2 separate regions of the Triticum aestivum genome follow, and region 1 is linked to region 2. Evidence: chromatin contacts called from public Hi-C data. All regions are on one chromosome and are shown on one strand. The core of a region is the stretch at or near the end of the contact, and the rest is flanking DNA. Distances in the headings are between cores, read along the strand shown. Region 1 holds the start of LOC123136550 (DYRK-family kinase pom1). Region 2 holds the start of LOC123136524.

The links. Hi-C and Micro-C count contacts between places; a contact is called where the count stands out from the background.
Region 1: a Hi-C map of leaf shows a contact between it and region 2, with 2.2 times the contacts expected there. The contact joins the promoter of LOC123136550 here to the promoter of LOC123136524 in region 2. A contact is called at or near these places in 1 of 5 Hi-C or Micro-C datasets (leaf) and 1 of 1 datasets of contacts at active chromatin or transcription factors (leaf).

Annotation. Positions count from the first base shown.
Region 1 is chr1B:528,512,457-528,515,156 of IWGSC CS RefSeq v2.1, reverse strand. It overlaps LOC123136550 (DYRK-family kinase pom1), which reads left to right and starts at 1,417. Exons shown (of 8, transcript XM_044555962.1): 1 at 1,417-1,824; 2 at 2,082-2,660. The coding sequence starts at 1,566.
Region 2 is chr1B:528,362,498-528,365,197 of IWGSC CS RefSeq v2.1, reverse strand. It overlaps LOC123136524, which reads left to right and starts at 1,356. Exons shown (of 3, transcript XM_044555934.1): 1 at 1,356-1,561; 2 at 2,415-2,700. The coding sequence starts at 1,512.

The sequences.
Region 1 (2,700 bases), core at 168-2,667, 150 kb before region 2:
ATACCCGGCAGGCGTCCTGGTTGGGACCTCAGGTCTTAGATGTTTAGGTTTGGCTGCGATGTCTGTTTGATATTAGGCCCTGGCTATCTGCGCCCCTTCATCAATTGGATAGGTGTAGCGACAGTTGTTGCTTAGACAATGGCTTTAGTCTTGCTGTTATATGTCTTTGTAAGGTCTTTTGAGAATAATTAATAAAGTGGCCGTATGCATCGTCCAGATGCAGATGCAGAGGCCAGGGGTCATCCTTCTTTTCTAAAAAAATAAAAATAAAGAGGAGCATAGATGAGGCCAGTATTTACTGGCGTTATCACCAGACCTTGAAGAGGACATGAACTGCTCGCTGGGACGTTCTTCTTCTTTTATAAATCGCTTTTCCAGCGGTCGTCAATTAAGATCACATCTGTGACTCTCTGTAACTGCAATCATTAAGCGTACAAACAGCACGAACGCAATCCTTTCCTTTTACTTCCTTTATTTAAGCACGTTTCTTTTGTTTTCACCCTACTATACTCCTAGTCAGTCCCCGAACTACCATGACAAGGAAGTCTCCAGTGCGACGTCGTTTTTACTGGACGGTACGCCTAACCAGACGAGACTAAAAAATTGAAGCGCCCGCCATGTTTTTCAGGTGGTAAACAAACAAGTCGCAGAGCTTCACTCATCTCATCCAGCGACCCGTTTTGCACTGTCAACCAGTCCTCTACTGTAGCCTTTTTCTTTCTTCGATCGCACAAAATCCACGCGCCCCACTGCGAGCTAGTAGCCCGTAACGCTCATCTACCAAACCGAAGAGAAACTTCGTGCAATTATGCAGAAGCATCATTCGTTGATCCATTCGGTAACCAGCCAGTGCACGATCGCACGGCCGCTCCGCTCCGGCGTGGTGGTACGATCGCACGGCCCGGCGAGAGCGCAATTATGCTCTCAGCTGCTCGCTAAAGCCGGAGCAGGTGCGGTTCCAACGGTAGGCCCGGGAAAGAAAGGTGCTCTGCTCTGCTGCGAAGGGAAGGCCGGCCTGCCCTACCACGGCAGGCAGATAGATCTGACGTCGTTGCCGCTGGACGCTGGTGCCTGGTAGTAGTACTACCTGGTAGGAGTGGTAGATCGGCCGATCCGCCGTGTCCGTCACGAGCGCCGCGCGCCGCAGAGGATCCGGATCACCCAGCGGGGCGAGAGGGGCGGGGGCGTCCAGCGCAACAGCGACTGACAATAATGACGGCCCCGCTCCCTCCACGTCGGATCGCAGGCCGCGCGCACCAGACCACCCACCGCGGCGCCCATCGACGACAGCGGCACCCGGGCCGACGCCGACATCGACACGCTGGCCCGCGGGCCCCGCCCGTCAGCGGGACGGCCCGCCCCGAGAAGGCGCTGTCGTGTGCGGGCGTGTTGGTTGGATCCCGTGCGGCCCTCGCCCCTGTCCTGCTAGTGCTGTCCAGTCTCTCGGTGCTTTGCTTCGCTCTCGTCGCAGTCGCGTCGCGTGCCGCGCTACCCGCTCGCCTCGCTTCAAATGGTGTTGGTGGCGGCGCGGAGTCAGCGGCGGGCGCACGAGTGATTCACTGGCCATGGCGCGTGGCGCGGAGGAGGCCGTCGGCGTCGTGGGGCTGGGGTTCCCCGCCGACGCCGGCCACGGCCTCGCGCTGCGGCACGGCGTCCACGCGGGGAGGCGCGGGGACGAATCCACCGACTCCGACGACCCCCGCCTCCCGCCGCTGCGGCTCGGCGCCTCCTACTCCGCTTCCGACGGGGCCGGGGCCGCGCTCGCCAGCCCTGCCTCCAGCTCCTCCTCCGACGCCTTCCTCAGCACGACCTCCACGCCTTCAGGTACACTGCGTGCTTGCACGAGACGCAGTCCACTAGTTTTTCCCCAGTGTGCTGAACCCTCCTGGTCCTCGGCGCGCGCGGCCGGCCTCCCGAGAGCGGGGCGTGTGATTGACTGGCTGCCGCTGTGAATCTCGATCTCCGCGCGTCAACGGGAGATGCATGCTTCAAGCTCGCGTGTGTGCTTTTGCTCGAGTTCTGAATTCTGATCCGAATTTTGTCGCTTCTGTTTCGGTTTGGCTGTTTCGCTTGGAGATCAGGGCTGCTGAATCCTTACGGGGTGTGGTCGCCGCCACGCGCGCCGTCGGAGGCGTCGGAGTTCGGCACGGCGCGCGAGTACGACACCACCGACCTCTTCTTCGGCGAGAACTGGCTCTACGACGACCACCTGTTCCACCGCGAGCCGGAGATCAGTGGTAAGAGCGGCGACGGCGACGAGGAGGACAAGTTCATTGTTGACCCCAACGTCGGCGAGATTGGCGACGACCGCAGCCGACGCCACGAGCGCAGCAAGGGCAATGCAGCGGCGTATACGAAACCGCCCTGCAGTTGCTGCCACGGGGAAATGGATCACAAGAATGGTCGGGAGTTTGTGAGGGATTCTTGGTCTGCTGTGTACGGGAGGTATCAGATCATGGACGACCTGACGGAGGTGCTTGATGAGTGCGGTGCAGACGCGCACCAGTTCAGGCGCAATGTGAATGACGATGCCACGCTCAAGGGCGGTCCGTTGGTGGATTCCAGGAGTGGAGATGACCAGGAGTTTGATCTCAGTGCTCTGGAGAAGGAGCTTCAGATGCTCAGTCCGTACTTGTCTGAAGACGCAAATGCTGCTAACAGTAAGTGCTTCTGCCCCCTTTCACATTCCTCAGGATCATT
Region 2 (2,700 bases), core at 107-2,606:
TATAAAATAAAGATCCAGTTACAAGGCACGTAAGCACCGACATTACAGTACTGAAAAGATAGGATAATCCTATGCATAATACCAGCGCCTGTTCCTCTCCTCCGACACCACCGAAGCGACCACCAAAGAAAAAGAAAACAGATCACCTCTTCACCCGAGCTCGACGCGGCTCCATCGCTGATCAGCAGCTTTACGGACCTCGAAAGTAGTTTGCCAGAAGCAAAAACATTGCCGTTGAAAGAATCAGACCGGGGCAACATGTCCCCGGACACGCCATCGAACTCTAGATCTGACACCACCGCACGCCAACGACGTCGAAGGAGGAAACCAGAACTGTCAGCCACCAACCACAAACCCAGCACGGGATGCACCATCTTCCAGCTGTCACTTGCGCAAACAACCGTCTGCACGTACTCCTGGATGACAAAACCTCCCTGCTCCACCATGACGTCGAGACAACGCCACAGCAACGGGGACAGAGCAGAAGGAGAGACACACCTGATGAAGTCGCTGCCGCCGCCTCGCCAACATCACCCCATGAACCCTAACACAGCCGATCTGAAGGATCGGCAATCACGCGATGCCATCAACTCCGAGATGCCGCCATCAACGGCACCGCCGGTGTGGGAGTGAAGCTGAGGCAGATTTATTCGTCCGGGCACCGCTCCCACCACCCCAATGGCGCACCATGACCTACAAATCCAAAACCTAACTACAGAACGGAGGAATGGGGTCCCCCCTCCCTCCCGCCGCCGGAGCAGCCGGAGGGAGAGGGGGCCAACGCCCTGGCCGGCTGAGATCGGAGGAAGAAAATCGCCTCCCTAGTCGCCTGGCGTGGCGGCGGCTAGGGTAGGAAAACTGTACGTGTTTTGATTGAGGTAATTAGTCCTGATGATGCTGACTAGCACCATGCCTGGTGGGCTATCCGTCCCGAAGCAGACCATCAGCTCTGGTTTATTACAGTCAAAACCAGTGCCTAGTTCAATTCGAAAAGGGAAAAAAAACGGTGCCTGGTTTGTCTGAAGCATCGCCCAAAAAACAGAGCACAGCCGGCAGCAGCACAACATACAGACTTTGGAAAAAAAAAATCTCTTTTGAAAGGATACAGACTTTGAAGTTTGAACGGAGACAGCCGCAACGCTTGGCAGCACGCAAACACAACGAACGAGGCACCGCCAGCCTTCACCTGATCACATCACAGACGCGGCAGCAATCAATCACGCCGCTGGCCACGTTGCTGGCATGGCAACAACGACGCGAGAGCAACGCAACCCCACCCGCCCGCCACGACGTGCGCAAAAGGGCACGAAGAAAAGGAGAAAAAGAAAAGAGAAGCAGCGCGGCGCGGTCGCCAAACCTGCCTGCGTGCCTTCCGCGGAGACCGTTGCCCGCTTCGCCGTCCCAGCCAGCTCCCAATCAAAAGAGCAGAGCAGAGACCCCCGCTTCTCCCTTCTACTACCTCCCTCCCTGCTGGCCGGCACTTTCCCCAAATCGATCGGGATTCAGGAGGCATGGCGAGGGCCCTCGACGGCTGCTACTCCGCCAAAGACGTCGCCTACAGGTTCGCCGATTTCCTTCCTGTGGCTCTCTTCCGGCTGCTTTATTATATTGGGTCAGGGAACCTACAGTTGAACGAACCCTAGGATCGACAATCTTGTTTGGTCTTTGACCTTGGCCTTGCCTCTTCCTGTGTTTGTTCTCAAAAGTCTGTGCTACTTACCGTCCACTAAGGTCAATTTAAGATTACTGATGCGATGTTGCTGGGTTCAGTTGGTACATCATGGATGGATACTCAATCTTTTGTTGCTTCTAGTTAGTTCTGGCTCCTAGAACGTCTGTTTCTTCAGAATACTGAAGTGAAATGATCATAGTTGGCCCTCTGTTTCTTCCAACATCTGACTCACGGATGGGATAAGAGGTGTTAAGTGAATTAGTCCGATGTAGCCTTCCCTCTTTTGTTTTCTGTACGGTTTTGACATGTAATCCCCTTTGAGGCTTCTCCTCTTATCTTATACATGAATGAAAAGCAGCATCTCTGTGTTTCGTTAAAAATAAATGTTACGTTTTGAGTGCAGAAGGATATTGCCTGTTGATAGCTTTTTCTTCGATAAACGGCACTTCTATTAGCCCAAAATGTAGCATCAAGCAGATACACAACACATTGAGCGGCACCCGGCTTCGGCATATGTAGGATGCGCACAGCCAAATTGCCTGGTGATAGCTACATCTTGATAGCTGATTCGACATGGATATAATAAATTCTGTGGGACATAATTTGAACTTGTCAAAGCATACAGAAAAACACGGAATTGTCATTATACGCGAATACGACGTTCTTGTCAAAGCAGTAGGATGGTAGTTTCAGGTTTCTATGTTCAGTCTGATAATGTGTGTTCTTTGTTTCTTCATGACAGCTGTGGATACTGTGGCTACGCATTGAACTTGAGCTCCTCCACACGGAACACGGCCAACATTGGATCCAAGTACGGAAAGCAGATCAGGAAAGGCGTCGTCTCATTCTTCGCAGTCGACGAGAACCGGTTCACGCAAACCGACGAAGTGAGCTGCACGCCGTACTTCCGCTCAAGGTCTTCCTGGGGTTTCTTCAGAAGGAGAACACGATTGCTCTGCCGCAAGTGCAATGGCCATATCGGTAACGCTTATGACGACGAGGACTCTGCCTTGTATCATAGCTCAGAT